Linked DNA regions of Gossypium hirsutum: region 2 is linked to region 1. The links are chromatin contacts, called in public Hi-C maps. All regions are on one chromosome and are shown on one strand. Each heading gives the region's core, a stretch centred on a gene start, on an enhancer-like site or on the middle of the called end of the contact. The rest is flanking DNA. Distances are from core to core; before and after follow the strand shown.

Region 1 (6,238 bases), core at 1,994-4,493:
TCTTCCAAATTACATCTGCAAACATTCCATTTAAACATCTAAGTCCTAGATGTAATAAATTGAAAGCCAAGTAGCTCTAGTAATGGTAAGAGCATACCAAAGAATAGGTAATGATTGTTTTTAACATAGGGGCATTCACACAATTGAAGCACACATCTAAAAGTAAACCTACCTACTTGCACCCATCAATGCACTACTGCTAGTAAAAGAACAACATAAAGTGTTGTATATATTACAATGATAAAAAGTAAAAGGAATGCACATTTAACTAGGTATACTTACTTGTCCTTGTACAAGCTGAATAGACCATGTGCATGAATGATATCATACGTCCTTGGGTATGTGGAGAAAGCCTCACACCTGAACCAGTGAAAGGCGAACAAAATAAACAAATCATATAATTATAAGCAATCATATTGTGAGAGCCCCAGGGAGTAGGTCCTGTGCTAGTTTCTTATACCACAATCATATCCAGGCAAATCAATATTAAGCAGTAGATTGAACTCTAGTTTAAGCTAGAAATATGTTCTTTAAGTTTCAACTTGGTTATACTTGTAGGCAGGCAACTCTATATATCAGAACTTTGCACAAACTTGGGATTTTACTTCAATCATTGATAAGAGTCCTACAAGGCACTTACCAGTCATGATAGATGCCAATTAATCCTCGCTCATATATGACACCCAGGGTATCTTTCTCTGCTATGGTAGGCATCACATTCATAACCCACAATTTGGGAGAGTTGAGAGCTGCAGCAAATCCTCCCAATCCAGCATTCATATCCAAAATATTACGATACCTCCCAGAGTCAATAAGTCTATTGATTTTCTTATATGCATTGACATGTTTCTTCCATATGTTATTGTCCTCTTCATACGTCTCAACTGAAACTCCAGGAACACTTCCACTAGCAATTCTAGGAGGGACAGCAAATAGCCTCTCTGGGAATGGCTTCAATTCCCCACCAGCAACTTCACTCGAACTACTAACATCAGTGTATGGAGTAACGCACACATCCATTTTCTTGTACCTAGCCAACATCACAAGAGAAGATGATTAAGTAAAATGCAGGATCCAAGTCCTGATACGTGATTTGCAGGTTCCAGCTTTAATTGTTAGCAATATTGAGTCAGTTTCTATCACAATTAGAAGATGAACTATGATATGCATGAATAGGTGTGATGTTCATTGGCGTCCAAACTTTAAATACAGCCAAAGCAGAGGCAAATTTTTCACTGCAATTCTACTAATTCCAAAAGTTTCTTACTAGTGACTCTAATAAGATATGAGCTGCAAATTGTAAAGAAGTCTCAAGCACAACTCATACCAGACATCATTAGCCTCTTCAGCCTTGCAGAATTTGGCTTGAGAATCATCTTCTCTACCACGACAAGACTCATCATTGACTCTCTTTTGCCAAATGGCCATTTCACCCTTCTCATGCTTCTTCTCCCAGCAAAGGAGTTTGGCAACATCCTCAATCTTTTGCTGTTCCTCCTCAAGCTCCTCCTTGGGACGCTGCCATGCTTTGTAATTGTTCCTCCAATTGATTGGTGGACCAGAAAGTACCCAGTAACCACCTGGTCTAAGAACACGATCAACCTCCTTCAAATACATGCCATCTGCAATTTAGACAAATCCATAATCAGTCATCCATCACTTAACATCTACTACGACAAATCTTCACTAAAACAACACCTCAAAGGACAAATCTCAAAGGAACACTCGGTTTGAGCATATGACTCACCATTTGCTCCCCATGGAATCAAGCAACGAGAACAATGAGCCATATCAAAAGCTCTGGATGGATATGGCATTTTTATGGTCCCAAGAACACCAATAACAGCAGGAACACCTCTTTCAAGGGCAAACTGAACCTGTGCTTCATGTGAATCTCTTGGCGCAAATGACATGGTAAGGACGTTTCTACTCCACAAATATGCCCCCCAACTCGCAACCTATATAAAGGAACCAATTTTTAAGATTTATACACCTAAAACAGATCCTCAAAGCTACAAATCAATAGATCATCTGAAAAACTTTGAAGAACATGACAGTATGACATACCCCACAACCGGTATCAAGTGCAGTCCTTACAGTCCCGTTCGTAATCGGGATCACAGCAGCAAGCTGATCAATATACTTATCCGCACCTTGTGGGAACTGCGTTCCTCCACCAGGGAACCTGAATACATTACCCTCATATTGGATCCAGTTCTGAATAGCCTTCTCTACCGTCAAGGCCTTATAGGGAGCATTAGCATAAGGCACATAGTCCCTACTCTTAGGCCAAGGAAACGGGGTCACGTATCCTTTAGGTGCCGGGACAAGACAATGCAACTTCTCTTCCTCCCTGGGACAATGCCTCTCCCGATAGATCATGTTGTCCCTGGGGAAAGTCATGGCACGCTTTTGATCTTGGCAAGGCGTGTAATCAACGTAACGAGGAGGGCAGGGCTGAAAAGACTTGATCTTTTCGGATTCACCGACGTTCCCCACTTCGCCGGCGTGATGGGTTTCGAAGTTCAACGACGGGATGATGTTACAATCGGCGCCGTGTTTGGTTATCTCTAGAGCTATGCTATCCCCTTTGCCGAAACCACTTCGTTGCCATGCTCCTAATATGTAGAAAAAACAACATAATCCAAAAACGATAAATATCTGCACCCAACTCCTTGTTCTACCATCCGCTGAATTCGGTTTCAGTGCCATTTTTTTAAAATAGTAACCTGCAAAATCATAAGCATCCAATGATGGGGACCAAAGATCAGTGGACTTAAACTAGCTAAGAGCTGATTTGAGTAAAAATTGAAAAAAAAAGAATCTTTAAATCAGAAGGAAAAATATAAACCCATGATGGAAGGAAGGAAAGAAGTGTCAGATGAGTTACCAATCGCATGAATAGATGAAATCAGCGGGTGAAGATCTCAAAGAAAAGAGAATTAAATGATGGAAGGGAGATTTTCAGAGCTTGGAAGGGAAGGAAAGGGAGAGACGTGTCAATAAAACACTGAAAAGTTTTTAAGAAAAAAAAAACCTGCTTTCCTCCAAAAGAAATCTTCGATAATATTAAACTCGAAGAAGAACGATCACCATGAAAACAAGGTTTAAAGAGAAAAGGGTTTTAATTATATAAATAGGGATTGATTGGGATAAAAGAATCCCAAATTTCGACTCTATCTTTTGTCTTTCAATTTGTCGTGAATCCTAGTTTTGGGTTTATAAATACAATCTAAGTCTCCTAATTACAAGAAACACAGAGATCTCGCTTTATTTTTAATCTTCCTTATGTTTTAGTTTAAATATAACCTCAGTCCCTGTATTCTTCAACTTTTTACAATTTAGTCTCTATTATTTCATTTTAAAATATAATCATTATTTGAATTGAAAACCGAAGTCCAATCCATGATATTATTAATAGGTACATATGATATTTAAAAAAAATTTATAAACCAACTAATAGTATTAAAGACATAAAGTGATTAAAGTTCAAAAAATTACAGGGACTGAGAGAACATTTAGACCTTATATTTTGGTGTTATTAAAAAAGACCGGGGTCGATTCGTTCGGTTCGGTTCCGGTGTTAATAAAAACGGTGCGCTAATACGCATTGGGAGAAGAGAGAGCAAAGGGGGACCCACGCGCTAAGAAAGAAAGGTTAGGAATTGATAAGGAAAAAAAGAAAAAAAAGGTGAAGGGGTGGGTCCCATGCCCCCATACGGATCCAGATTTACGTTTAAAGAGGCGGTGATTGATAATCAAGTTGCACATCAACTAATATGGAGCGTAGGATGGGAAATCATAAAATCAAATGGTGGTTAATGTAAATGATCATAAAATATCTGTATCAGACAACTTGTATATTGATACAGAAAGCTATTGAGGTTAAACTGCTTTGATTTGGTTTGTTGAAGGCCTAAGTTCGGACAATGATTTCCTTTTTCTTGTTCTTTTTTTTTTAACACACATAACCGAGTAAAGGTAGCATAAATACAAGGGGTTAGAAGTGTTATTATCCCTTTTAACCAGGACGGCCTAAATCCTGCCTCTCTGTCCCCTTTTTTATCATTTTATTCTCTTTTTTAATACCATGTCGGTGTTTTTACAAAAGAAATATCTAATGGAGGGTTAAATTATTTTATTTATTTTTTATTTTTTAAAATAAATAAAAGTACGTTCTTTTATAAAAAAATATTAATTTAAAAAATAGAATTGTTAAACTTAACAAGTAACGTCGAAAGTTGATAAATATTTTATAGAAATATATTAAAAAGATATTGAAAAATTCATAGTAAAATTTTAAAGCTGATTGTAAAATAAAAAAAATACATTATTTACCAAATATTAACCCTTAAATTAATAGTTTATTATTAAATAACTAATTTTTAATTAATTTCTCAATAGTATTTAATATACATTTGTAATTAACTCAGAATTTCTTAGATTCTAGTTGTAAGATCCAAATAAACAAACATATAAATATATAAAAGTTGAAAAATTAAATATCAACTTCTCTTGGGAAAAAAATAAAAATAATAATGAATTAACTTCCATCCATAACATTAATTAATGTAAAATTGTTTAAAAGATTGTGCTTATCCAAAACATTTGAAAACTCTCTAAAAAAAAACTCACATTATCTTTTTAGAGATAATGAATGAGATATGGAAGAGTAGTTATTAAATCACATAAAACTTTTTTTGAATGAGATATGGATGAGTAGTTACTATCAAACTCTCTCACACCCTATTTAATCTCCCAAAGTTAAAAAATTCCATAAATAATTATCCTAAACATATAAAGTTATTTAATTTTACATTATAAAATTAAGGACCACTAATATATTTAAAATATTTATTTAATAAATAAATATTCTAGCATTCTCCCATTCACCCGAATTTTATAACAATATTCTCAATAGTAGTATTATACATGATATATTTAAGTAGAAGAATAGATTCACACGAATCATGGTGGTAAGTTCTCATTTAACCGAATCTTTCTTCGATGTATTACAATGCAAATTTTCTTCTTCTAAATAAACTTACAAACATATCTAGATGTTGATTTTCAAGAATCTACATAACTAGCTAAATATGAGTTTTAATATCAAACAGCTTCTATAATGTCAAATTGCCTATATGTAAGTATGTAGTTTTTAGTTTCTTGAAGATATCTCATCATTTTGTTTGCAACTCTCTAATGGTCTTATCCTAAAATTGCTTTGATATCTTCTCAAAATTCTTACTGCAAATGCAATGTCAAGTGAACATACATTAGTCTTCCAACAAGTGAAGTATATAAGATATTTTTCATTTTTTTCCTTCTCAATTTTAAGTTTCGGACATTAGTTCAAATTGAACCTATCACCTTTAACAATTGGTGAAACACTCAATGAACAACCTTTCATTCGAAATCTCGTAAGAATTTTATTAATATAAGCTTTTTTTTGTGATAATCCTAACATGTGTGTAGATATAGTCCTATGGATCTTAATGCCAATGAGATAAGATGCCTCACTTATATCTTTCATATTGAAGTTGTAACACCCCCAAAACCTTATCCGTCCCTAGAATAGGATTACATGCATTACCAATCAATACAGTTCAATTATGGTCATTAATTAAAATAATTGTTTACACTTATCATAAATTTAACATATCGCCCCTTTAATGGGCCCTCGAAGCCCAATATGAACAGTAAAATCAATTCGGGACTAATTTAAAATCACTACAAATTTTTCTCAAAATTTCAAAATTTTCCTTATGAACAGTACCCACACACCTGTGTGGATTGCCTGTGTGACTCACACGGCCGTGTCACTAGAACACACGGCCATGTTGCTAGGTTACCGGCCGTGTTGAGAGCCCATATAACTCTCTGACTTGAAAGTATTATTGTGCAATTTTCACACGGCCAGTCCACACGCCCGTGTGCTAGACCATGTGGACTCAAAATGAGCCTTAAACAACAAATTTACCGGCACTACAACTTAATATACCAAATATTCCAATAACCATTCATTCAATTACTTTAAATTTCGTTCAAACCTACTCAAAACATGTCAAATTAGATATTTTATGTGCCTATATGATGAGTCGTTTTAAGTATTTCACCACATTTTCAAATAGTTCAAATTCATACTAATTAAGCTAATTCCTTCCATATACCATTACCAAATCTAAAATTCACTTATTTCACCTTTACATTCATAATTCAAAATGACACTCAGATGAAT
Region 2 (6,238 bases), core at 2,094-4,593, 44 kb after region 1:
CACGGATCCAACTAACACACCAGTTTGGCACCCAATGCCCCATCGGATAAACCCGAAGTAATAACTGCGTCCAACACTATATAAGTTGACACCCAGTGTCTCATTGGTTAAACCGAAGTAAATTGGCCCCAATGCCTCATTGAATCGAGGTCGAAAAAATCTCTGAACTCTTCCTATCCTATGCCATTTATATCCAATTCTGCCCGATACAGTTAATAGGGTCTAATTGCACATTTCAAATATAACCAATATCCAATACTAATTTTTTTCATATAATCACATATATTCGTTTCAATTCAATAACCAATACATTCAACATATATCTACCAATTTAATCTATTTCAATCAATTATCAAAATGTCAATTACTCACCTCAACACTTACCATAGGCATTAAATGGAATTATAACAATTAACAACTAAGTTCGGACTATAGAAATACAAACCAGGAATTCTTAGCTATTCGGCGTCGATTTTATCCTTCTCCTTTTTAGTCAAGGATTCCGGTACGACGTTAGCTACGAAATTAAAACAATTAAAATTTATCAATATAACACAATTCAATTTCATATTGAATATTTCAATTTTTACTCAATATTTGTCTAAATTCTAATTTAGTCCCTAAACCGAGACTAATTTTTTATTCTTCACATTTAATTCTATATTTTCATGCAAATTCCATTTTAAACCAAATTTAACTCCCTATATTCACTTAAATCCCTAAATTTCAAAAATTTCACGCTTTAGTCTCTATTACTCAAAATTTACAATTTATTCTACAATTTAATCCTTTTTCATTTCTAGTTTAATAATCTATCAATTTAATCCCTAATACTAAAATTGTTCAACATTAACAACATTTAAAAACTCAATCACTACTAAAATTTCAACATGGGTCGGGTAACCTTAGGTACCGAGATTTCAAAAACATAAAAATTACAAAAAAATAGACTAAATTGACTAACCAATTAAACTTTAAACCCTAGAAGACTCTAGGCCGTGCGTCTTTCTCCTTTCTCCTTTCTCTTTTTCTTTTTCTTTCTGGTTCGTATGTTCTCTTTCTTTATTTTTTTTTTATATTCTAACTTTTGTTTTATTATACTTTATTTTATTATTATAATATAAGATATATATATACATTTACTTAATAATTAAGATTTCATATTTTAACTTTAATTAATATAATATATAAAATAAATTTAACATATAATTTATAAATAATTTACTAATGCCGTCCCACTAAAGAAAGAATGGTATAATTACTTCTTTAGTCCCTTTAATTATTCTTTAATCTATAATTCAACTTTCACCCTATATGCAATCTAGTCTTTATACATAATTACTTTTAATTTATGCAAATTCACTTAATCGAAACCTAATTAACTACACAATTATCTTCGTAAATATTTTTAAGAGTCCGATTTACAGAAACAGAGTATCGGGAATGCAATTTTTGGAACTTGTGACTATCAGGTTGTTACATAGATATTGTGATATTTCTAGAATTTATGATTTAATGCCTAAAGTGCTATTGTTACATAGCATGATATGTGAATATTACATGTCTTCTACCAAAGTGGTACTCATAAACTGTTAGTGGTAATATTATTACCGCCCTACTGAGTACATGTTAAACATGTTTATTGTTAGTGTTGAATTGTTCTATTATAAAGCATGACATATTATATTGTATAGGGTGGGACAATATGTACGGAGGAAGAGTGATAGTTTATCTGTAAATATATAATGCATCCACAACCTAGTGACAGTTTTTATCTGCAAATGTGTAGTTTTCATTTAAGATTTTATGCTGAAAAAAATAAAATAAATTCAAATTCAAATTTTTTTATTTCCTTAATCAATTTTATACTAAACATATTATTTTATATAGCAAAATTATATAACGATATTTTTTTTTTTGAAAATCTATAAAGATATTATTATATAGAGAGATATTATAAGAGATATTATACCAAAATTATAGCTTTATAAAAAGATAAGTTTATGTGATAATTAATGCAGGTTAGTTTGTTCAATACTATTATGGTGATTTTGGGTTATTAAATTAATTGATTTTAAATCATTAAATTTTTTTTAAATATTATAAATAATTATACATGGTAATATATGAAATGTTTTCTTAAATTGTAAAATCAAATTTATTAAATGTATTTAACTGATAAAATGTAATTATATTTTATTTTTTATATTATGTTTAAAACTATTTTACAATTTATTTTGAAAGACTTAAAAGGTTAATTATTTACACAATTTTTTTAATTCTTATCTTAAAAAAATAAGTTTGTTATTATGTTTTAATTATACTCAATTCAATAAAATTTAAAGTAAATTACATCAAAGGTCATTCTATATATTTTTTTTATCAATTTAATTACTTTAATTAAGATAATTATTCGAATTAATCATCTTATTAAAATTTTCGTTAATTCACTAACAGATTGCTGATATGGCATATTAGCCTTTGAATGATGACAGGTGATTTTTTTTCTTTTTAACTTTTAACTAAAGTTTAGAGACATCTTTGTAATTGTTTCAACACTTTCTTTTTTTTCTTTTGTCTTCTATCTGTAACCAGCAATGGAAATCAAAACCCACCATTTTTTCAACAATGGATCTATGGAAACTATGAAGAAGGATATATCAACAATTTCATCAAAACTGTACAGGATCTTGTCAAATAGAGTCAAGTTGCAAAATAAGATCCGATGTAGAATCCAAATTTGGTGAACCTGTTCCCAGGTATTCTTATTTGACTATCTTCTCTGGTTTAATCTGGAATGAATTGAAGAGTAGGCATTGCAGGTTATCTCTCAATAGGATTTGGACGATGCTTCTTTCACCATGTTAAACGACAATCTAATTATGATGCTGCTCATTTTCTAGCCAATAATGGACTAGCTTGTAATACTGACACTAATTGGCAATTGTCTCTTCTCCAGCTGGCGAACTCCTGTCCCAATATCTCTATCTGCAATGCCATTGTTGCTAATGATATGTGGAGTTGGTGTTGTTTGGTCATTTGAAGAGAAGCCAAGTAGCATTTATGTAGCTTAGCTGTCAAAGTTGGTTAGAGCAGCTTGGATGATGATGATTGAGGTCCATTCAGACTGTAAGTAGTGACTATCATAATTCGTTAAAATTTGATCGAATTAATAATAAATTTAATTTAATTAAAATTTAATTAATAATTTTTTAAAATTTCGATTATCAATTAATTTAATTTGAAATTAAATAATTAATTGAAATAAATTTAAGGTTATGAATACACCAAATTTGAATGAGCAATTAAGATTGGGTGGTTATCCCAATGAGGTGCCTACCAAAGTTGAATTTGGAGGTTGGGATAAGTAAGATGGCGTTAGTTTGGCTTATTATAAGAGTGGGTAGTCATAACCCTAGAAAATCACCTCATTTCTTTTCAAAAATGATTTCTGTCCTTACTTATGACTGTATTCACGCAATCAATCCATCATTGTATCAGCCGTTTTGATTAGAGATCACACTACCACAATAACAAATTTTCAAAAATTATTAAAATTTCAAGAATCAAAATCTACATAAATAAATGTCTAAATTCTAAATTATTATAAAAATAGAAAACGGTTGTTTTTTTGCTTTTCTTGCTATCTCATTATTTCATTTAAGAAAATAAGTTTTTAAGTTATTTTTGTTGGTTTTTCTAATGTTTGATATACATTTACATATATTTTCTTAATAAGTTGTTAATTTTAATGCAGAATGTAAAATTGTAAGAAAAGGATGTTTGTATATAATAAATTTGTTTAGTATAGATGATATAGTATAAAATTCTTAATTATGTGATTGTAGGTTTGAATATTATAATCCATATTTTAGATTTTATTAGCTTATTACCTGTGAGATGATAACAACCATAATTTATCGTACAATAAGTGAGGAGAGTAAAAAGGAGGTAGGGAGGAGTAAGTGGTAGAGCCAAAAAGTTCTTTCTAAGGGCTAAAATTAAATTGTATATTTTTACGATAGTAAAATGTAAATTTATCATTTTAATAGTCTATATCTTTATAATTTTTAAAATTTTTATTATGTTTAGGGCTAAAGTGTAATTTTATCATTACTAATTTAAAATTTTATAAATTATAAAGGGCCTAAATTAAAAATCTACCATTTTAAGGGGGCCACTTAGTGGCTCCGTCATTGGTGGTGGTTTAATGGAGGGTGATTCACCTGAAAAGGTGGAGAGGCAGAAAGTGGTAAGAGAACAAGTTGATTGAGAGATATAGAAAGAGAGAGAACAAGTTTAGATGCGGAAAGGAGCAAGAGAACAAGTTGACTGAGAGATATAGAAAGAACGAGCACAAGTTTGCTTAGAATAACTTAAAGGTTGAAAACGTTGATCCCTTATCCATCGTTGAGAAGGTATTTAAAAGAAATGTCCTCTTATCCACTAGCTAGTGTGATGTGGCAGGTTGTTATAATAAAAGTTACTATCATGCAAAGTGTGAAGGATGTGCACCATTAGACCTATTTTGTTATGCATTCAATCAATACGAGGTTATTACACCCAAATGGGTCTTTTATTGTATTGAGAACGTGTTCACAATTAAAAACAGGTGTTCATCTCATTTTGAGGAGCAAGAGGGCTTGTCAGGAGTGTTTATCTAATGGATGGCCTTGATAATGGAAGGGTGCCACTCCTCTGGTCGGAACGGGCGGTCAACTAATACATTGTCTCAGGTGGAGTTAAATGGAAGGTTAATACCTTTGGTCTTGCTAACATGTGTCCAAGTGGTGGGGGGATATAACATCGTTTTTTTATAAGGTTTTATTTTTTAAAATAATTATATATTTTAAATTTTTATAATTTAGAAAAAAAACTACTTATAAAAAAAAAACTAAACAGATAGATATCCAAATTTAGATGAATTAGGACAATCATTTGTCCAAGTTTACTTTGAACTTAAAACTTTTATTTTTATTTTTTAAATTTTATACTAGTGTGATAGTGACATGTTAACTAAATTATCACTTTGATATTTGTATTATTTTTTATTAGTTTGATCTCTATACATTATTTATTTATCGGTTTAGCTCCAATACTTTCATTTCATAATCATTGTTACCCAAATCCAAATTTTCATTAACAAATTTGCTAAGCCAACCAATGACATGATGCTATGTGTTAATAAAAAAGTTAAAAAAATACTTGAAATTTTTAGAAAATATTAGAGAATTTAAAAAAATCTAAAAAACTTTGAAAAAAATCCAAAAAGAATCATAAAATTTTTAAAAAAATTGTATGTTTGGAATTTTGGTTTTTTTTAGAAATTTTTATAATTTTTTGATTTTTTTAAAAAAATTATATTGATGTGATGGTATGTTAACATTAAAATGATTGACTCGGTAGCTATTAACAATCACGTTTGAACAATAACAATTGTAACGGAAATCATTAATCAAATGATTTAATTAAAATGTTTTTGACGTATGAATACTTAATTGGATGCATTTTTCATGAACGACTTGATTTATTTATTTATTTTTTAAGGAAAATATTCAGAAGTGTATTTAGTGATTAAGCCAATTATAAAACAAACAAAGGATGAAAGTTTATGGAAAAGTAAAGAATTACCACTTTGGTATTTGTACTATTTAAAAATAATTGATTTAATACTTTCTTTTTTCTTACCTTTGTGTTATAACTAAAATATTACTATTTTTATTAATTTGGTCTCATAAAATTTTAAATCAGGTTGCGGCATTTGATAGTATGGAGCGATTTTCTTCAATGGAAAATATGGACATACAGAATGAAAATATCATTGAAGTTTAATTTGTGAGTTAGGAGCATGTTCATTAACATTTTCTTACTTCAGATATGCATCAATACATTGAAAGAAGCCACATAAATGGTGTCTTCCTGGATCCCCTCTCTCTACTTTTTAATTCCCTAATTTAACCTCTTTACTTAGCTAATTTCATAAATTCTATTAATTAAACTTTAATTTCTAAATTAAATCTCTTAATATCAAAAAGTAGGGTAAACTATCAAAATAGCTACTTTTATTTACTTCAGGTTGCATTTTAGTCACTTATGTTTGAAATGTTATGTTTTAGTCATTTACGTTGTCACATTGTAACATTTTAATCACTGAGCCGTTAATTGTCGATAACGGTGTAACAGTAAACTAACATAACATGTTAAATCATCATTTCAAACAAAAATTTTAGGTTAATTT

The links. Hi-C and Micro-C count contacts between places; a contact is called where the count stands out from the background.
Region 2: a Hi-C map of leaf shows a contact between it and region 1, with 2.5 times the contacts expected there. The contact joins the enhancer-like site here to the promoter of LOC107957351 in region 1. A contact is called at or near these places in 23 of 34 Hi-C or Micro-C datasets (anther, callus, cotyledon and 5 more).

Annotation. Positions count from the first base shown.
Region 1 is chrA05:44,613,107-44,619,344 of Gossypium_hirsutum_v2.1, forward strand. LOC107957351 (probable methyltransferase PMT2) reads right to left here and starts at 3,244. Exons shown (of 7, transcript XM_041112441.1): 1 at 2,891-3,244; 2 at 2,068-2,729; 3 at 1,748-1,958; 4 at 1,328-1,622; 5 at 641-1,030; 6 at 283-360; 7 at 1-15. The coding sequence starts at 2,712.
Region 2 is chrA05:44,657,323-44,663,560 of Gossypium_hirsutum_v2.1, forward strand. No RefSeq gene overlaps it. Among protein-coding and RNA genes, the nearest start is that of LOC107957352, 27 kb to the right of the region's middle. Within about 2 kb of position 3,344, at least 4 of the 9 cell types and tissues checked have an H3K27ac peak or open chromatin away from gene starts, as enhancers often do. A contact at or near this core is called in cotyledon and leaf, where this site is marked.